Linked DNA regions of Mus musculus: all the other regions are linked to region 6. Evidence: chromatin contacts called from public Hi-C and HiChIP or PLAC-seq data. All regions are on one chromosome and are shown on one strand. The core of a region is the stretch at or near the end of the contact, and the rest is flanking DNA. Distances in the headings are between cores, read along the strand shown. Region 1 has its middle 25 kb from the start of Gm40757. Region 2 overlaps Nav3 (neuron navigator 3). Region 3 has its middle 67 kb from the start of Gm40757. Region 4 overlaps Nav3 (neuron navigator 3). Region 5 overlaps Nav3 (neuron navigator 3). Region 6 holds the start of Syt1 (synaptotagmin I).

Region 1 (3,118 bases), core at 494-2,993, 560 kb after region 6:
CTCCCATGAAAGGGTCTTTGATCCCTCAATGGGATCACAATCCATAGGTTGAGAACTACTGTTCTAAGGCTTCATAAATCACACAGAGCTTACCATCTGAGAAGTAATCTGTAGTGAAGAATGTTCTCGAATTCTCATGGTAAATTGTTCTTCTGATTACTACCACTTTGAATAAGTTTTTATATTTGATCAGTTCCAAGTCACAGAAAAATTTCAGAATGCCCATAAATTTTCCTATTTCCCTATGACTACCTTTCATTAATAAGATACTCTTTTCTAGTTAGTGAACCAATGGTGGTATATTTATTATCAACTAAAGCCCAAAGTTGACTCAATTCCTTCTGCTTTTTCTTAAAGATCATTTTCTGTTCCAGGATGCATAAAGCACACTACAGTCCATGTGCTCGCTATGTCTCTTCAGGTCCCTCTTTGCTCTGACAACTTTTCAGACTTATTCTATAATGATCTTGGTGATTTTGAAGAGTTCTGACACTTTTTTTTCCTTCCAATATGACTGCCTGATGTCTGTTCTCATGAGATTGCCATATAGTTTTGGGAGAAAAAGACTGAAATAAGTAACTCAAGTCCTTTGGTTTTAAAAGATGATGCCTATCCTCTTATCTCAGAGCTCCATATCCTTGGTTGAACTTGATCAGGCTGAGGTGTTATTTGTCTTGTCTATGTAATCACTCCCTCTTGCTCCCTCTTTCTAGTTCAGTTTGGAAGGGTACTGTTAGCAATGCCTATAGACTCTGCCCAACAGTTACCTAGCAACAGCCAGGTAAGAGCCTGGATCAGGTATAGGAAGGGCTGTTCATCTCTCCCTCTCTCCTCTCTTCCCCCCTCTTCCTCTCCATTTACTTTGCACTCCCACCACCTGTCTCTTTCTTCCCCATGCTCCCCTAGCTGGTCTCTTCTCCTCTTTCTCTTTTCCTCTCCTCTCTTTTACTGTCCTTCTCTGTCCCCCTTTCTCTGGGTCTTCCCATTTCTAGATCCCAGCTCTACTCTTTGGCTCCCTTCCCCCAATAAACTTCCTTTTATACTAGGTCTGTCTAGTCTATGGCTGATGCCTCAGGGGCAACACCTTGGCAGGGTCACTGAGGGGCTTCCATCAGCTGCATCATTCGGCCATGTTTATAAAACAACAGATGCCATAGTTGGCACTCACAGTCCTGAGACCCTTGCTTGCTTCATGTCTTTGAGGGCACAACATGCCCATACATTTTTTTTATAATGAAGAATTTTTCCATTCCTCTCCATTTATTCATATATTCATTCATATCAATATAGACTTACAGTCATAAATGTTATTATTCTGGGTAAAAATAAATCTCATACTTGATCAAATGGATCTACTAACGACATTTGGGAGCTCTTGCGGCTGGTGTGTGAGTCACTGTGACATGTCTCTAATGCATTTTGTATGTGTGTATGTGTTTGTATGCTGCACTTTCTGAAATCACAACATATTCTAGATGTCTCACAGTTTTTGATCCAGTTTATACAAAGAGCTCTAGTAACCAAGCTCTTCATTCTATTGGTGTTCTTTGTCATTACTGTGGTCAAAGATAACAAGGATTATAAATGTGGGCTTTGAGAAAAAAAATCTGCTTCCCTTACCATCCTGGTAATTTCTGTTGATAATGAAATCTAATGTGTAGCCAAGCGCTTGTCTTGGAGCCTAAGGTTGCAAATAGCCTTAGTGCTATCTTCTAAGGAAAGACATGTGTCATCCAATTTTACTTACCAAGAGACAAAGTCATGGAGAACTGTAAACCTGTGTTCAGCTCACACTGATGAGACTGACCTAGGGTTGAGTCTTATTTTTCTTTATTGACACATGAACTGTTGTATCTTTGCCATGAGAATAAAATGTTCATCTATAGTTTATTTATTAAGATTGAATCTTACAAAGCAACTGAAAAAGCTGGTTTACCATTCTTTCCTGAAGGTAGGCATTTGAGTTAGTTATGTTTAATAGAAGGGCAAGTGGGGTGGTTTAACACCCCTGTGGTACACACGGCAGATGTCACTGATACGGTTCAGTACTCTGCCAATGAGTCTCTATGGCCCTGAGAAGCTTTCTTATCATGGCTCCAGCAGCTACTGTCAAAAAGCCAATGTCACGATCTCTTTGGAGAAATGTTTGGCGGCACCATCCTAAACCAAATGAACATATGTATATGTCAGATTAAATAGTCCTATTAGGGCAAGGGATACTAGCCAAATCTCATTTAAAGCATATATGATGACTAGAGGAGTCAGTCTCAAAAGAGAGATCTTTCAGGGCTGGACAGATAGCTCTTGGAATACTAGTTAACATGTCTGAATGCTTTGTTCTATCCTCTATAAACAAGGCATGGCAGTATGTGCCTGCAATTCACGGGGGAGGTAGAAGCAGGATTAAGGAGTTAAGGTCATCCTTAGTTAACTCATGAGTTAAGAGGCCGAGCCTGGCCTATATGAGACATATCTTTTAAAAGATCAATCGATAAAACATATAATCGAACAAACAACACACACAGAGATACTTCAGATCAAGCATGCCATGAATATGACCCCCTGGATTAGAAGTTGGAGATTCAGACATTTATTTTTGCCTCTCCACATCCCCAGAGTTCTGAGACTAGAAGGTCAAAGTTATGATTTTCCTCAAGTGTATTTATATCCCCCATTTCTAGCCCTTGGTCTTGATGTAATAGGCGGTCTTCAGTGGTGTATTTCATCAGGTCAGTAAAAGCATTTTCTCACTTAGAATGGGAATGCTACAGACCTTCACCTTTGACAACCGAAAGATCACACCTGAGAATTGGCTGAGCATTCCACAGAATAGAGTTCAGTGTTGCTTGCTGAAACTAGGCTCCCAAGAAGAGAATAAAATATTCTGGCAATGTGAAGGCCCTATGCCAAGAAAGAAATAGTATTCTACATTTGCCTTGGACAAGGCAAAAGCTGAAATTTGTTACTCTTAGTCTTTGTTAAAATAGGGTCTCGGGAGTCAGAAGAAAAAAAAAAAATTCCGTAGTTTACTGAAATTTCAGAAGAATAATTGCCTTACTGCGGAAAGGTTCTAGGTGCAAAGAAATATAAACGATCTTAAACTCAAAATCAAACAACT
Region 2 (3,105 bases), core at 409-2,908, 670 kb after region 6:
ATCTTTCTCCTATCCATTTCTTCAAGAAAAGGAAAATTTAAAAAGATGATATACAGAAAATGAGGCTGCTGTGTTAACTGGTGTGTTGCTTGGTTGTCAATGAAGAGACAGTGGAAATTACCAATGGTTTAGTGTTGAAACGAACTGTTGAAACTGTTGGAGAAGTCTGGTTTAAGGCAGTGAGACAGCACCATAGAAAATGTTCCTTCTTTCACTGAAAAGGCTCAAACAAACAAAGCCCTAAAAAGCCTTTTGTCAGTGTTGACTAATAATTGGTATAAAACTCTGGTTCAGGGAGTTGGCAGGTGGTTTGAAAAGACCACTGTGGTAAAAACAACCTTATAAAACCCATGACTCATACCCTAAGTGAGGGTAGCGCCCTTCAGGAGGAGCGCACGGCAGTTAGAAGGAAGCTGGTCCTTCCCGTTGGCCACAGGCGATTTTATTTTGCGGTGGGTGCACAATTCCTTTTGTGCTTATGGAGGACTGGCCTCGTGGGTTCATTCTGCAGTGAGGGAGCACACAGCCCAAACTCTACTGGGGCCCTGTCACCAGCACCATGTGGCACAAAGGAAGTTCCATGGATCAGAAGGATCCTGCCTGAGAAGGGCAGCCTCCGCCCCGAGGAAACAAAAGAAAGGCACGAAAAAGAAAAAGAAGAAAAAGAAAAAAAATAGGCCTGCACTGTAAACTTTGAAAGAGGAAGAAAATAAAGTCCAGTCTCACTATCCCGTGTGTAATCTACTCGGTTGCCCCGTCTTTAGGGCCCTTTCCAGTCAAGCAATGGAGCCGTTGCGAACTCCATGGTTATAAAAATGCCTGGGAATAAAGTAAACTTAAGCTCCCATTTCAATTTAGCATCTTGTCAGTTCCAACCTAATTCTGCTACCTCCGTGGACACCACAACTCTGGGCCAGGGCCCTGGACAGGGGACTTTTCATACTGGCAGTGGTTTAGTGACAATACCTGTCTTTTAAAACACCTTTTGAAAAGCATAGTCCTTTGCCTAACTCGTTCACCCTTTAGAGGGTGGATTCAATAGATGTATCCAAAATGTCTTCACGGTGGCTGACACTATCGCCGTCACAGCTTTGAGTGCTGGGGTAATTGGCGGCTTCTTGGAGCTTCATTAGCATATTCATCTGAAGAAAGGAAAAGAGACATCCCTGTGAGCAACCATGCATTGAGTCAGCCAGCCCCAGAACGAGCAGGGCCCTGAGCCATCTCAGTAGAACTGTGTCTGCTCATCCCATCCAAATGAAAATGCACATAACAGTTATGGGTTTTCGCTCGCCCGACCTGGCTCTTAAATTGTTTCTCTCCAGAAGAACAAAATAGGGCCGTAAGATAACTCTTTTATGTGGGGCTGTGAATGAATGCTACTTCAGCGGGGAAACTGGAAAGGAAACCCTATCACAGCTGGACATCTGGGTTAGTTGCTGGAGAGCAAGCCAGGCTTCCCCACTTTTTTGGCTGGGAGAAACAGAGAGCACTGAATGGCAAATGAAAGTTGTGAATATTCACAAACACATACACGCGCACGCACACACGCACGCGCGCACACACACACACACACAGCATAGAGGCTTGCAAGCATTGTCCCTTGAGAGAAGCAGGAGACAACGGAGTGGAATGAAGCCAGCTGCTGCACACAGCACACACCATCTGTTGTTCAGGAACTGACCTCCAGAGGGGGTAACTGGAGGAAGCAGACCGTGAGCATTTGAAGAGGGAGAAGGAAAGAATCACTGTCAAGTGTTTGTTGTCACCGAGGCTCTAGCTGAAATATGATTGATACATCACTGAGAACAAAAGCCTCCTCCTGGAACAATAGCGGCTGTCTCAGGCGTCTCAGCGTCCTAGGGGAACGGTAGCGTTTGTTCCAGTAGAGGGGACTTGTGCCTGAAAGCACCCGGGGAGAAGGAGAGCTCTCCAATGTATTATAAAATAAAAGGCTTGGATTTCAATAGATCTGCAGTTCCACTATTAGAGACAGGAGCTAGGGAAAAAAGAATGTTTAAAACCAGTCTGGGCAAATCGATGGCTGGACAATTTCGGAAGGCACAGGGTAATTGGCACCTGTCTTCTTGAGGGTCAGGGGCTTGTTTTCTTATTGAGGGTTTCTAACAGTACAGTAAACTTTATATTTCTTAGTGCCAAATGCTAACTATAGTTTTTTTTTTTCTCCTCAGCAATCAAAGTTGTCTTTTATCTTTCAACTCAGAGAAATAGAGAGAGGATATCTAAAACAAGGTTTCTTGGTCTGTAATCAGGCTATGGATATTTGTATGTCAGAAAAAAAAAAAAGAAAAAAAAAAAAAGAAAAAGAAACCATGTGTTGGATAAGTGCTTGGGAAATAAGTAATGAGCTGATAACCATCAATTCCAGCAGGAATGTCGTTTGGACACAGAGGCTATGGTTAGAGAGTATTTTGAAATCATTTTGATAGTTTTCAGGACATTTTTTTTTCAATAGCATTTCTGCCATAACTACTACAATGTATTAAACCACCTACACAAGAATATGGGATGAAAGTAGTTTGTGAAAATGTCTGAAGCTTAAAGCATTAAAGAAGCTGATTTATTAAAGAGGACCGTGTCTGAGCACCCTCCTGACTTTAAAAGAGACGATACAACATCCTCTGACCCTACTGGGCACCAGGCATATATGGTACACATGCATGCATATGTGCGCACACACACGCGCGCACACACACAAACAAACACACAAGCAAAATATTCATAGACATAAAATAATAAATAAAAGAAATGCTGCTATATAGTAGGTTCAATTAGCATAATTTCCCAATCTGAAATCTGTAGTAAACACACACAATGAGATTTACTCTGTGACTAATGGTTATTCTTTTGCATATTGAAATCAAAGGACATTATAAAAAGAAGGTAGGTTTACATATCACTCAATTATCATTATGATCAACGTAGAGTCTCTGGACATCATTTTCCCCTGGTCTCCTTTGCATCCTCTGTAGACCCACAGCCAAGATAATACCTATTACTTTACCATGTTCCTCTGTGTGTCTCCCACTGCCAGTTACCCCAACACCATGTTCCGCCCTCTGCTCTGTTACTAGAAAGACCTTA
Region 3 (3,359 bases), core at 440-2,939, 650 kb after region 6:
ACGTTTAGGGCTGAATATTTCAAAGTCTTTCGTTTTCTGTACAATGTCTGGCTGCAGAAGTCTGTATTTGTTCCCATCTCTCTCTCTTTCCTCTCTCTCCCTCTCCCCCCTTCTGTTCTTTCTATGTATGAGTGCTCTGTCTGCATGCACATCTGCATGCCAGAAGAGGGTATCAGATCCCTTTATTGATGGTTGTGACCCACCATGTGGTTGCTGGGAATTCAATTCAGGGCATCTACAAGAACAGCCAGTGCTCCTAACTGCTGAGTCATCTCACCAGCCCAAAAATTCTGTTCTTGAACCAGAAGGTATGTATGGATAATATATACATACATTTACATATACACATACACATACATCATATACATATAAACATTTTATATATATATATATATGCATATATTTTTTTTTCCTAACAAATGCTTCCAAGGCAAACACTTTACTGAGATCTCACCAACCCGAAATTTACTTTTAACTGCTGTTTTCTCAGCCAATATATGTAACCTCAGGAAGTTTCCCATGACCCAAAGACTCAATAGTCTACAGAAGTATAATTGCATTCATTAACATTTTAAGGATATGAAAGACTTGTAGAAAGCAAAGCACGAGACAACTGTGCTGACCAGACCACTGACACCTTATGTTACTATTTACGAACATATTTTAACAGACGTATTTCCTCATGTATCACATGCTTTAATCTAGCCCATTACATTTAGGCTGCTTTTATCAATGTTGACACCTATGCATTAAGTGTCATTTAAAAAAAATTACTGACACAAGACTGTCTATATAAAATGGTGGGTCTCATTTCTTGTGTGGGTCCCCTCAGCATCTAAGTCTGGCAGAGGTGAGCATTTTACAGCAAAGGTCGTGCAGATGTTCTTCATACAGAACGCAATGTCCACAAACTGAAAAGCTACCCCCCCCCCCCGTCATAAAACAGTTTCACTGGCAAGTGCATTCTGCTTCCAAGTGCTCTCATTTATTCTGCGAGCTTCAGAAAACGACTGAGTGAAAGCAGTCACGTTCTCTCCCCCCAACACAGGAAGATGTCACCTGTTTTGTTTTTGAAAAATATATAACTTGAAGATTGCAACCAAGTCCCAACATGCTTGAGAAGAAAAACCTGGAGAGACTTCTGAAAAGGCGAAGGCTGGAATAGTTATAACTAAGTGTAGTTAAAGAAAGAAAATCCAAGCAAGGTAAGGAAGGGAGGGATATATTGGGGCAGGGGTGTACAAGAAAGAAGCCAGCAAGGAAAGATGACAGATGTTTGCAAATGGAACAGGAGACAGTCCAAGAGAGAGCACTTGAGCTCAGACTGACGGATACTAAGAGCATTTTCTCTTTCTTTTGTTCTTATCAAACAAGGAATGACATTTTAAAGGACAGCGTGTAACAGAGGAAAAAAAGGACACTAGAGTAAATTGCAGGTCCTGAGGCTGAGCTGTTTTACTAAGGAAAGGGCTGATCTAGCTCTGAGAGCTGCTGCAGAGAATCACATGCACATCGCTGAGGGAGACACTCAGATCTTTTAAGTCTCCATCCAATTCAAACAGAAAACCAGGACACAATCAACATAACAAAAGACGTTCCGATGATTTAATATGATTCTACTGCATTCATCCAAAGCAGTTAGAAAAGCGTCTTCAAAGTACTTCCTCATTCATCTGCGAAAGTGTAGGCTGGGCCCCCTACTGGACATACTCGGCAGTGCAAGGAAAGAGCTCTTCATTTTAGACTATCATCCTCATGGGTCCCGTGCTGTGCAAGACACAGCCCAAAGCTCCAATGACCGGAAGAGGAAATGAGACGGCAAAAGAACTTGCCAGCCAACCATCTTTCTTCAGACGCCGGGAGGGAGAAGAGGAGCTATGTATGCGAGCATCTTTTTTTTGCCACTGGGGACACAACCATCTAAGCCAGCAACTGCTGTTTGATATAGCTAGGCACCTACCGGCTGGACAGATATCCAAAAAGTGGATTGGCCAGATAGAAAACAGCCTAGACTGAGATCTACATTTAAGAGTAAACGTCCATACTTCCTTTTTCAGGGCCTTAACAGAGATAAACCAGATTAGGGTTTGTGCTGTAGAGCCGCAAGCAAGGCATGAAGCCATGGAAGAGAGAGGGCAAGAAATTTGATACGAAGCTGTGGGTAGTGACCCTTTCACAGGGGTCACATATCAGATATCCTGCATATCATATGTTTATATGGTGCTGTCAGTGTAGCAACATTACAGTTATGAAGTAGCAACAAAATAATTAAAGTAGCACAACATGAGGACATGTGTTAAATGGTCACAGCCTTAGGAAGGTTGAGAACCACTGATGTCAGAGGAACTTAGGCAGATAAATTGTGCCTTTTCCCTAGAACAGCAAATGACAATAACATACTTTAAAAATTAAAATTAAAAAAATGATCTCCTACCAGTTAATTTATTCATTTATTTATTTACTTATTTACTTTTTAGGAACCTCAGTGTTAGCTCTAGCCTGGATTGCTGCAGCAGAGTGACTGATATTTATTGCACAGTTGCATTAGGCATATTCTAATTGAATATGAACATATTAACCCATCCCTATCATTCTTGTCATTTTATATGATGGTAAGAAAACGGGGTTTAGAAATAACTTGCCTAAAGTCACATACACTGGTAACAGGGAAAGGTCGCTGTTAAGGCTACTGTATACAAGTCTTAGAGACTGGGTGTTTATGAGATCCGCATATCTATTGGGAGCCAAACCAACTGAAGACTTTCTCAGAGGCCTCCAGGTAAGGTTAAAAGGGGATGTTAATTCTGTGTCCTTGCAAGGGTCAACTTGGCCAGGTCCATTCTGGAGGCTGGAGGCTGGGGGCTGGGGGCTGGGGGCTGGAGCCTGGGCCCTTTAAGGTTTTGGTTCCTGGAAACCTGACTTTCTCCCTTGGAGGGCTGTAGTTATCAGTGCTAAGGCATCTCTGTCTGAGATATCCTGTGTTTTCTTTGCCAACATTGTTTGATTTAGCTCTCTGCTGACCTTGGGCCCATCTTCCCCCTACAAACAGTATATAAGATGAGAGACTCAATAAACTCACTTGTACAAGGCTGGGTCCTAGCTATCCATCTTCTTTATTTCTCACAGTGGGTCTACTCTTCTTCAACTCACCATTTAGGACCCTATTCTGGTGGGCTCAGGTCATACTTTTCAGATCTGGAGGTTAAATGTCTGTGGTTAAGTTGCTAACATTGCTCTCTGCTGACACCATACCATTGCTTCCAGAGGGCGTGTCCTCATCTGTGACCTCCCATCATCAAGGGTCAGAACAAAAGGACCTGTGTACTTTTTCCAGACCATTTTATAATTTTGCTTATATC
Region 4 (3,264 bases), core at 584-3,083, 730 kb after region 6:
ACAGATAGTACAAGGAAGTTGAGAGAAAAGCAGAAGAAACTGCTGGATTATACATGAAAATACATTGAAAAGAGCAAACGAATGGAGCACAATCTCAGAAAATATTGGAGCTAAGAAACGTTTAGTTAAAAATATTTATTTCCCGAAGACAAAATTACCTTTTGTTTCATTGCACACTCCCTTGGGAGTGCCTTTGAAAAATGTCAGCAATAGTGGGTTTTGTTTCATGTTTCAGAATTTTCTAAGGGCCGAGACTTGTCATGCCCAAGAAGGAAATAGAGAGAAAGAGAAAGCATCCATCCTACTTGGCATGAATATGTGTGAGAGAGTTCCCTAGGTATCTGGCTTATACATGCGACCCTGTGCATCAGCTCGGAGCTGGCAGGGATCTTCCTTTGCTTTCTTCTATTTGCTGGAGGGATAATGACTCAGAGGAGGCCAAGAGAGAGCATTTGCCATAGTGACCTTGCTCTCTTCTGAGCTGCTCTAGCAGAATAAGCTTTCTTTACAGTCCCTTGTGGCTCAGTGCAACTGCTTTCAGAGCAAGTCTGTAAGGAGTGAAGGCCTACTGTGTGACTGCTGCACCGGCTGGGACTTTATTCTGCTCATCAAATGAGAAGAGTGCCCCCTGGGACACCTTCCTGATTTATCACTCTGCTCCATCGAACAGTCACAGAACAAGTTGAAAAAGATTTATTAATGTCAAGTCCCAGCATGGAACACAAAAATCACAAAAATGAAGTTAATCAGGTGATGTCATTAGGATCTAACACGGGTGGTCATAGACTCAGAGGAAGTGAATGTTTCTTAATGATCCTTAATTGACAAATACTCATCAAAACCTGTGTCTGGGAAGGATGCAGACTACACGTTCATATAACAAACCTCCCTGTGGATTTCTCCATATTTAACCAAACACACAGTTTACTTACTATCTGAATAAGTTCATAAGTAAAGAGTAACATAGCTTGGAGTTCAGGTCATAGGCTATATGACTTTTAATTAAAAGATCTGTCTTTATTTACAGATAGAAATTGAAAAAACAAAACAAAACAAAACAAAACAACAACAACAACAACAAAGCTAAACCAAACGAAACAAAACCTCTAGGACTGAATGTAGCTCAGGCCATAAGATGTTTGCCTGGCGTATCCATCCGGAGTATCACAAAAGCAGACAAAGATACAGCAATAAACCGTGATCACCACAGATGGATGAACTGGTTGGTGAAACTTCCTCACTGAAGATAAATGCAATCCAGTGTGCCTGTGGCTTTTATACTGATCCTTGTCCTCTGCGAACAAGTCCAGAAACTAAGCAGTTCTGTAGCCCCACAGCTAGAGCACAAAATTTACAATTGTCTCAAAACTATCTCTTTAATATTTAAAGTTAGAGAATCACAGTGGATAAAAAAAATGTTATTTTCTAGCAAGAAAAAAGAAATGTATTCTAATTGTTAGGCATCTCCTAACAAGCTTTAAGAACAGTAATAGTTTATCTCACATCAATATCATTTCCCTGAAGTTAAAACGAAATGTTAACTCAGACACAGAGCTAAAAATCAATTCACTGTGAGTGAAGTGACTTATTTCCTGTGGATTCATATCACAAGGTCATACACTATGGGCCTGCACCTGTTCAGTTTTGATATGCCATGCTTTGTCTAGGAGGGGAAAAATAATCTCCTTGGAGGAGCAAAGATGCAACAGTGGTAAGAGAGGGAGAAGTCCAAAGCCACCCAGCAGGAGTGAGCTAAGAAGATAGAGGGCATATGGCAGCGTCACAGGGGTTTGACACCTGCTGCAGTGCCTCTCACATATTGCTCCTTAGGACTGGGCACAATGCCACATGCTCTCCTGTGTCATAGCTGCGCTATGCCAAATCCTCCTGAGAGTGGGGAAAGACATTCAATAGAAAAAGGTTAATGTAATTGGTAGTCTTTGTTGTTTCTGTTTTCACAAATGTAAGTTGCTTTCCTGCCAGCAAATGTGGATTCTTCTAAGCTGCTCTAAGAAGGCAGCCAATGTATTTTGAGAGAGCTGCCTTTAATGTACAATGGAGCCAAACCATTGTTTTTAGAGTTATTTGATTTTAGACTATATTATAGGCTCCGTGAATTGCTGAAAGAGACAGGGCACAAGAATATTATGACTTCCAAAGTCAAATATCGACAGCCCTTATGAAAGTTTGGCTTAGGAAAATTTCCTGCATGTGAAATGGCGAATGTAAGACAAAGTAAGAAGAGAGGTAACATGTGTAGTCCTTACTTTAGTTTGTAATTTTCTAACGTAGGCACTGTCTGTTGTTGTTGTTGTTCGTTTGTTTCTTTATTTTGCTTTGTTTTACCATGCTGTCACTCATCCGTTTGGATTTGTAGTCTATTAGTGAGTGGGAAGAAAGTTTCACCTTCATATGAATTCTCCTTTCCAGGACCTTACATTGCATAACTCTGGACGCTTCAACTTTGTTGATAAGACCATTCCCTCTAATGAGGCAAAACTTTGTTCTGATGTCTTTAAACGATAAAAGGCAACTTACATTTGCTGACAGCTGAGACGTGAGGGTAGCGACTTTCTCCTGGGAGGCAACCAGTTCTCTCCGTAGCTTATGGATTTGCTGTGCAATTAAAAAGTCCAATATACTCAATGAGCCATTAAAGCGAAGGCTTTATTACAAGAAACTAAGTATAGCAAACACAGATGACTCACTAACAACTCCTTAAAGAGAGGTGGATGCCAGCTATATCATGGCTCACAAGTGCTACTTATGGAGAGAGGACTGAATTTCTAAAACTTCCATGTTGGGAAATAAAACCTGCTCATCAAACTATATAATTGGTTCACCTTGTAAGCCCTGTAGGACTCATGAAATAGTTCACTGCCTCTGTGGAGTCTGTTCCTTCTAAAACATTACTGTGATAAATACTCAAGCATAAAATAACATTTTAAAATTCATAAATAACATCTACAAACTTTTCTTGATTTTTTTAATGCAAATGATTCACCTTGCAATTTTTCTGAAAATCTCAGATGCATAACACATATATTTTAGTTTTCTATATTTTGTAAGACTTTTCAAAAGTATAGTATATCTTATAATATACAAAACCTTGATTTAAATACTCAATGAGTCAATATTTGAAAACTTTTTTTTCTTCTTGAGATAGGATATTATCATGCAACCAAGGCTGTGCTCAAATATGTGATTATCTTGCCTCAGGTTCTAGAGTGCAGGAATTATAAGCAGGTATCACCATGCACAGTA
Region 5 (3,506 bases), core at 798-3,297, 850 kb after region 6:
TACACCACTGTTTGTAAGCTCCTTCTACAAACTGTATATAATATATTTGTAAAATTAGCTTGAACCTGTATAACACATTCTAAGGTCAAAAATGAGGGAAAATATTTCCATGTAGTGTTTTTATTTTCCATTTCCTTTCTTACCAAAATAGTAAAACCTTTAGGATTATGCCTTAATTTAAATGAAAAGGGAAAAAAATCAATGTTCAAAATTACTGAGTCTGTAAGAGAAGAGTAATTGTATTTGTATAAAGTATCGTTTAAAAAAAGCCAAATCTCTTTTGGATTGATCCCTACAGCGATTTTTTCCCTTGTTTCAAATTGTTCATTGGATTCCTGTATGGGTCACGATAGCAAATCAGGAATGTAAAAAGCAAGTGGGTTTCAGCATAGTCTGAAAGCTAATTGATCTCACTGCTATGCCAGCATTAACTTTGCGATTAAACTTTTGAACTTGCTAAGTCCTTACGAATCATTGAATGCTCAAACACTTGTCTACAGAAGGAGACTTTATTCTTAATTTTAAATCCTTAGACTCCAAAATACACAGTACTATACTTCCACGTCCCGTCTCACCACTGGACGTAAAAATGGTGAGGATTTCAGGGATTTGCCACTTTGCTCTCTAGGGATTATAATCTTCTAAAATTTGCCTCAGCCAAAAGGAAAGGTTGTCACAAAAAGCACCTCCTCCAACACTGTCCTCTTCCTGTTGTTGTCTGAAGGAGAGAACCCAGCCTATGTACATACTGAATCAAGTGGTGACCATCTAACCTGTGCAAAGTAGCACACACTTGGTTTAACTATTCAAATTAAACGTCCTGGTAGTTGTATTGATTAGACAGAGGAATCACTTCTTAATTTAATATACTCTCCTACATAAGGCAGGATCCTATGAATAGAAATAGTAATTTTACTGACTTAGAAACCCTGCTCTAGTAGCCGCAGTATTTACAAAGCCCGGCTTCTTGATTCCCCCAGGATTTGGTTTACAAGAGACACATCCATTCAATTAGTCCCTAGTCCAAAAGGGGCAGGTCCAAGCCAGTATCTTTTAAAATGTATATTTTGCACATCGTAGAGAACTGTGTGGCATGCAGATCATCTATAAGCTAGCATTCATGTGCCCATACTCTTGTCTTTTTTACATATTCATTTTTGTGATTTTATATTTTTATTAAGTATTTATTTTTAAGAAAACATGGATACAGACAATTTTGTGCTTGGGGAAAGCCGAGGTCATAACATTTACAACAACTGCTACTTTCAAATAAAAGTTGTTTATCACAAACATATATCCGCTATTTGTAGTTCTTATTGTTTTAAATCATGGTCATACTCCATCATCTTGCCTAATTAGGGACTTACTATATAGGCCCACAATGGCCTCAAATGTGAAGGAGCCGTCTGCCTTATCCTCCTGGTTTAGAGATGACAGGTATCAGGACCATAGCCTGCCCATTGTGTCTCAACTTTGGATGCATCCACCCTAACAGCTCCCCACATTTTGTCATGTATGATAAGTGACATGAGGACTCAAGTCAATTAGAAATAGCATTTTGATTTTAGGACGAAATTTCTTTAAAACTTGAAAGACATAAGAAAATGCTATTTATATGCATCTGGGGTAACTATTTTTTTGTGAAACAGATTTTAGGCTTGGCTCTGTAGTGAACAATATATTTTAAAGTACAGATCTCATTCCCTTAAAATGTTCTGCAGAATAGAAAGGTCCAGAAGGAAACTGGAATTCATGATGGTGGGGATTGGGAAACTTCTGATAACATTCCAGCCCCCGAGCTGCTCCATTGATCAACTATTAAAAGCATTGTGTGCCAATTCACCAGACATGCATTGGGCTCCGGGCAGGATGACATGACAGGTACACACTTACCTTTTTCATTTCCATTTGCATAATTTGGAGGCTTGTTTTTGTCAATGCTGTTAAAGCTCTGACTTCTCCTATTGAGATTGGAGGCTCCCTGAGCCTTGTTGCTGCTGCTCGCAGCTGGCACCCTAGAGGGCCCTGGAAGCCTGAAATAGCATAAAAAACATTACATCATTAGTGTGTACTCCAGAAGTTAAGGGGAAGGGACGAGTGAGCGAGAAGCGGTGGTACAGAACCCACAATACAGGATCAACTATGACGTACTTAACAGAAAATGATAAACAGTGATAAACGGCTGGACACAAAGTAAGAGACGATCAGAAAAATCTTGTAACACTTCTCAATAAGAATGTCCTCGAAATAGGAAAAATAAAATAAAGCAGACTTTAACTATAAAAATAACCTTACTTAAATGAATATAAGTTTATACTGAAAACACCGTAAAATTATATGACAAGGAAAAACAGTAAGATTTAACCTTATAGAGTTTCTGTGATATTACTTAGATATATGCAGTTGCTTAATTTTTCCTTTCAGTTTATGGAACATATTTTCAGCTACTGTAGCTTTTCCAAAGACTTAGAAATTAGTGGCAACAAACACTATTGAACAAAAGGCAAACAACAATTTTTTACTGACTAGCTAAGCTACTAAGTTACAATAAATACTTGATGCCACAAGCAAAGTCATGATTATACTATAGGTAGCTGAGCTGTCTCACAAAAATCTTCCATTCTCTGGTTAAAAAGGCAACTGAGATTTTTTCACCTGTGGCCACCTCCTCCCATAGGACAAGAACAGGATGTTAGCCTCTGAGGAAGGAAATCACTGTTAGTAGAACACAGTTGAAATATACCTGAACTGAAGGCAGTTTCAAGACATTGTATGCATGCAGGACAAGTCATGTGGACAGGCACCCCATTTCTATTATCAACAGGGTAGCTTGATGCTTGAAACCTGACACTTTGATTAATTAATGCTACTATTAAGTTTCAGTTTGGCTCAATTTACATTTTATTATGCTTTTCTTCAAAATTTCACGTGTCAATTATTTCATGAACTGTACCTATTTTCTAGCTTACATTACTGTTGTGCCAATCCACAGGAAATAAAACCGGAGCTTTTGACATGTGTGATAGGAATACCAAAGGCTTTGTGGGCATGTGCTGCCACCGTGTGAACAAGATTGTACACTGCACTGGAAATTCTTGTTTGAACAGAAAGATGGATCGATCCAAAACCTAAGAAATACAGTGCTGAGCTTTTCACAGATTTTTTTAAATGAAAAATTTTAAATATTTTTATATGTTTTATGTCCAAAATGTCAATCTATTTAACAGGACAGGTTTCAACACAACTCCACTATGCTACCTGACTTTAAAATAGCAAACCCTTAAAACAAAGGTATCTTTTATAACAGGAGAATCACACAATGCAATGAGCTTCAGGAAAATACAAATAATAAATGGGCAGATGTTACAGACAGTTAAAAGTTTCAATTTTTAAAATATACCTTAGAGTTTAAACACATATGGCTAACAAATAGGCTCTTCACCTATTTTGCTAGTTAGAGGTTGTGTCATACGCAAGATTAGAATCTTTTCCAAATGGATCCAGCT
Region 6 (3,437 bases), core at 705-3,204:
TTTATCTTGGAACCAGCATCTCCTGCTTTCGCTTTGCTCCTGCAGAACCCGGTTGCATTGCCCTCCTGTTACATAGAACTGGATATTTCCCTTCGCTACCGCCTCCCCCCCCCCCCCAGCTGATGGTAATCGCTTATCAGTCTCCGAGGAATAATAGGAAAACAAAGCTTAGATCAGAGATGATGGAATTAGAGATTGCAGAAGCTATTGTCAAGACTCTGTCTAACAAGTGCGATGTGCTTGACCTGTTTCTCTGACAGTTATGGAAGTTGTTTCAATGGCTCTCTTTTTTAACATGATGTGAGAAGAGAAATGTTTCCCCCTTAAGATCTTTCAAATGTGAGACTATCTTCCTCCCATTACTTTCTAAACTTTCCTCTAGTCCAAGAGGATCCTGTCAACTGAACCTACATCTACCTCCTGAAGGGAACACGAAAACTGAAGAAACATCAATTTTATATCTATTTAGTGTTTTCATATTAAAAGAGTGTGTTGAGACTTGAATTTAGTATCTAGACAGTGACATGTGGAGGCAGCCTTTAAAAAGATAAAAAAAAATGAAATCTCATGCACAAAAGCAGTTTTAACACAAAAGTTAAACTTCCTGTGTTTCACCAAAGGGTTAAGGTTAGGGAAGTGGACATCAACACGTCCACAGTCCACAGAGGCTAACCAGATTAGCAAGATCAAAGTAAAAGTCAAGTCTCCTGATAATTCTGGTGTCACTTGGAAAGGTTTTGAAACTTCCCATGTTATTACCCTCCCACTATAAAGGCTACCTGGGTAAATCTCGGGAGGGTGATGATCTAGTTTTAATTTTTACAAACTCAACAAGCCCTCAAAGTTCAGACAGTGACCCTGAGGTGCTATCCCAAACTGTCAGCCCCACAGGACAGATGCAAACAAGAAGATTCTGATAGCAGGCACAGGAGAGCAGCAGCAATTAAGCAGTTGAAAGTGGGTTGGAGTGTTGGGTTATTTTTGTTCCATTTGTAGCCTCTTGCAAGGAGGAGATGGATTCAAATTTGACACTTCCTTTCTGAGAGCAGAAGCTGGTCTCCTTGTCTACTCTCATTCAGTTTAATTCCCTGTGTGGTTTCATCCCTTCCTGGACTCATATTTTCACACGGGGTTGCAATCTATCCTCCCTCCAACAGAAAGAAATCTTTTTTCTCTTCTTCACTGCCCTTCTTCCCTGTAAGAAAGACAATCCTCCACCCCCCGTTGGGGGTGGGGGGCTGTACTGGCTTAGAATAGGAGGAGGGGGAGGAGAGAGGGGGCTGGGGGGTGGAGGACAGAGGAGAGAATGGAAGAAGCAAGAAGATGGGGGATGCCCAACATCAACTCCTGGTTCTGAATCACCAGCCCTGTGCAAAGTGCTTTCCCCGGAGATGCACTTGTGGTCTTGCATTTCTCACAATAGGCTTACGGGGGGATCCCTCCCTAGGTCTCCCATCGCCACAAATCAAGTGTACCTACGTCTCTTCGACAGATTGAAGCGCAGAGGTACCAAGGTACCACCGAGGTGGCCGCGCTGCCAGTGGGGCTGCCTTACCTGGAGCGAGGACCGACCGGGAGATGGTGCGAGTCTTGGTCCCCGCTGCTCTCACCGCGGACCGGTGCGAGGCACACGAGTACTCTCTCGCTGCCTCCGCTCTCAGAGGGGCAGCCTGCAACACAAAAGGGGTGTGTGGGTGTGGGTGTGGGTGAGGTTTTCTAGGGCCACCAGCTGGTCCCAGCTGGCCGCCCCCGCCCTGCACACACCCCTTCGGGGACCTGAGCCCCCTGTTGGGTGAGCAGGACCCTGGGGGCTTGCCCCGGTTACAGCCTCAAGTTGCCCACTGCTAACTGCGGATGCTGTCGCTGCAGGAGGAGGAGGAGGAAAGACACTGGGGGCTGAACTCGGTCAGAGCATCCCCACACTGCAGCTTCTCCAGGAATCCCTCCAGTGAGGAGGCGGCCGCCCATCATCTCCCGGCCCCGGCTCTTGATTGGTTCCAACCAAGGTACGCTGCTCAGAAGAGCCAATCAGAGAGCACTGATAATAGGTGGCTCCTCTCAGGCAACGGAGCCCAGCCCAGTACTGTTAGAGTCTCTCCATCCCCACAGCGGACAGGGACCTGAGGAGAGGGGTTTAGGAGAGTGGCGGGGGTGGGGTGAACTAAGAGGAGACCAGATCCCAAAGAGAAAACACTAAAAGATAATTTTCTAGACCCGGTGGGTAGACTCGGGAATGCCCTCAACCTGTTCAGTAAGCCATAAGCACTGGATAAGAAGCAAGCCTAATACAAAGCTTTTTTTTAACTTTCAATCAAAACCTGCCTTGATACTGAGCATGCCCAGATCTACACAGCATCCTAGGAGTTTCGATATGTGTGAGTTCTAGGTTGAAAAGGTGGGAGCTGGGACGCGAGAGAGGCAGAAGTTTGTCTTTGGCCATTTGACACCGCGGAGTTGTGGGGAAGCAGGACTACTGAGATAGAGGTGGTCCTTCTTGCTTTGGGAGACCAGTCACATCATTCCGTCTGAACTCGAGTGGGAAGCCAGGCTCCGATAATGTCAGGGCAGCTAGATGTCTAGAGACCGCCCAGGAAGGGTGTGGTGGACCAGAGCTGTATGCAAGGTCCATCCATAGGTGGGGCGGAGGAGCGAGGCTCCACCCAGCTGCAGCTGCTAGGCAATGGAGCGAGCGCCCAGGGAGTTTCCATGCAGCGACCAATAAGTTTGGAGACTTGGGTCAAGTGCGACCTTGCTAGGCACGCTTTTTCCACCTTCTTGGGCTTGTGCTCGCCCCCCCCCCCCCTGTCTCCGTCTCTCTTCACCCCTTGCCCGCCCGCACGGTGGGGGACTAAAGGGCTTTCTCCCTCCTCTTCCTAGCTGAACCCTTCTGCTCGGAAGTAAGAAGCTTTTCCCTCGTGAGAGCAGCCGTGACCTGATTGTCTCTAAGCTCCTGGGCAATTTATAGCTTGGTAATACCGAGAGATGCCAAACAGGGAGGCTGAGAGGCTTGGACGGGAGGGCAGGCTGGCTGGCCCTGGGGTGGAGTCTAGCTCCCAAGGGCAGGAGCCTTTTACTCCACAGGTGAAATGCTTTCTTGTCACTAACAGAGATTTTTTTTTTTCTTTCCCACTCGCTTGACCTTGCTCAGTGCCCTCAGAACCTCTTGTTTTGCTTGGAAATCTTAGCAGTTTTTGTAAAGTTGATCAATAGCCACAAATGAGCACTCCCCTAATTGGGCTCTTTATTTTCCTGACAGGATGATCCTGGCATCTCAGGTAAGGAAATAAATAGCGATCGCAATTCCCCAAACTCATCCACTTTGAACTGGAGTTTCATTAACACTGGTGTGCAAAGGTAACTGTAGAGAGAATTCAATTAACAGTAACACATTTCTTCAGGTTTGTAATTAAATCTCTTCTATTTATATAATGTTTAAG

What was found. Hi-C and Micro-C count contacts between places; a contact is called where the count stands out from the background. HiChIP or PLAC-seq counts read pairs in DNA pulled down with a chosen protein or histone mark.
Region 1: a Hi-C map of cerebellar granule neurons shows a contact between it and region 6, with 2.8 times the contacts expected there. The contact joins the enhancer-like site here to the promoter of Syt1 in region 6. A contact is called at or near these places in 10 of 39 promoter capture datasets (the 3T3-L1 cell line, 3T3-L1-derived adipocytes, the C10 cell line and 5 more), 1 of 484 Hi-C or Micro-C datasets (cerebellar granule neurons) and 3 of 9 other capture datasets (adipose tissue, liver and pancreatic islet).
Region 2: a contact with region 6 is called in an H3K4me3 HiChIP or PLAC-seq map of forebrain, with 7 times the contacts expected there. The contact joins the enhancer-like site here to the promoter of Syt1 in region 6. A contact is called at or near these places in 6 of 39 promoter capture datasets (the 3T3-L1 cell line, cranial neural crest, embryonic stem cells and 2 more), 2 of 484 Hi-C or Micro-C datasets (cerebellar granule neurons and cortical neurons), 6 of 115 datasets of contacts at active chromatin or transcription factors (SST interneurons, VIP interneurons, embryonic forebrain and 3 more) and 1 of 9 other capture datasets (embryonic stem cells).
Region 3: a contact with region 6 is called in an H3K27ac HiChIP or PLAC-seq map of SST interneurons, with 9 times the contacts expected there. The contact joins the enhancer-like site here to the promoter of Syt1 in region 6. A contact is called at or near these places in 11 of 39 promoter capture datasets (the 3T3-L1 cell line, the C10 cell line, cranial neural crest and 5 more), 6 of 484 Hi-C or Micro-C datasets (the AtT-20 cell line, cerebellar granule neurons, cerebellum and 2 more), 8 of 115 datasets of contacts at active chromatin or transcription factors (SST interneurons, VIP interneurons, embryonic forebrain and 5 more) and 1 of 9 other capture datasets (adipose tissue).
Region 4: a contact with region 6 is called in a Hi-C map of cerebellar granule neurons, with 2.6 times the contacts expected there. The contact joins the enhancer-like site here to the promoter of Syt1 in region 6. A contact is called at or near these places in 12 of 39 promoter capture datasets (the 3T3-L1 cell line, 3T3-L1-derived adipocytes, the C10 cell line and 7 more), 3 of 484 Hi-C or Micro-C datasets (cerebellar granule neurons and cerebellum) and 4 of 115 datasets of contacts at active chromatin or transcription factors (SST interneurons, embryonic basal ganglia, embryonic forebrain and 1 more).
Region 5: a contact with region 6 is called in a Hi-C map of olfactory sensory neurons, with 4 times the contacts expected there. The contact joins the enhancer-like site here to the promoter of Syt1 in region 6. A contact is called at or near these places in 6 of 39 promoter capture datasets (the 3T3-L1 cell line, embryonic stem cells, hippocampal neurons and 2 more), 3 of 484 Hi-C or Micro-C datasets (cerebellum, cerebral cortex and olfactory sensory neurons) and 2 of 115 datasets of contacts at active chromatin or transcription factors (astrocytes and forebrain).

What each region holds. Positions count from the first base shown.
Region 1 is chr10:109,571,323-109,574,440 of GRCm38.p6, forward strand. No RefSeq gene overlaps it. Among named protein-coding and RNA genes, the nearest start is that of Gm40757, 25 kb to the right of the region's middle. Within about 2 kb of position 1,744, at least 2 of the 459 cell types and tissues checked have an H3K27ac peak or open chromatin away from gene starts, as enhancers often do. A contact at or near this core is called in cerebellar granule neurons, where this site is marked.
Region 2 is chr10:109,683,098-109,686,202 of GRCm38.p6, forward strand. It overlaps Nav3 (neuron navigator 3), which reads right to left. Exons shown (of 38, transcript NM_001368815.1): 38 at 1-1,142. The coding sequence ends at 1,023. Among named protein-coding and RNA genes, the nearest start is that of Gm40757, 87 kb to the left of the region's middle. Within about 2 kb of position 1,659, at least 76 of the 459 cell types and tissues checked have an H3K27ac peak or open chromatin away from gene starts, as enhancers often do. A contact at or near this core is called in SST interneurons, VIP interneurons, cerebellar granule neurons and 5 more, where this site is marked.
Region 3 is chr10:109,663,387-109,666,745 of GRCm38.p6, forward strand. No RefSeq gene overlaps it. Among named protein-coding and RNA genes, the nearest start is that of Gm40757, 67 kb to the left of the region's middle. Within about 2 kb of position 1,690, at least 17 of the 459 cell types and tissues checked have an H3K27ac peak or open chromatin away from gene starts, as enhancers often do. A contact at or near this core is called in the AtT-20 cell line, SST interneurons, VIP interneurons and 3 more, where this site is marked.
Region 4 is chr10:109,740,063-109,743,326 of GRCm38.p6, forward strand. It overlaps Nav3 (neuron navigator 3), which reads right to left. Exons shown (of 38, transcript NM_001368815.1): 22 at 2,539-2,616. Among named protein-coding and RNA genes, the nearest start is that of Gm40757, 140 kb to the left of the region's middle. Within about 2 kb of position 1,834, at least 7 of the 459 cell types and tissues checked have an H3K27ac peak or open chromatin away from gene starts, as enhancers often do. A contact at or near this core is called in cerebellar granule neurons and cerebellum, where this site is marked.
Region 5 is chr10:109,861,859-109,865,364 of GRCm38.p6, forward strand. It overlaps Nav3 (neuron navigator 3), which reads right to left. Exons shown (of 38, transcript NM_001368815.1): 7 at 1,894-2,033. Among named protein-coding and RNA genes, the nearest start is that of Nav3, 140 kb to the right of the region's middle. Within about 2 kb of position 2,048, at least 6 of the 459 cell types and tissues checked have an H3K27ac peak or open chromatin away from gene starts, as enhancers often do. A contact at or near this core is called in olfactory sensory neurons, where this site is marked.
Region 6 is chr10:109,009,021-109,012,457 of GRCm38.p6, forward strand. It overlaps Syt1 (synaptotagmin I), which reads right to left and starts at 1,955. Exons shown (of 11, transcript NM_009306.3): 1 at 1,556-1,955.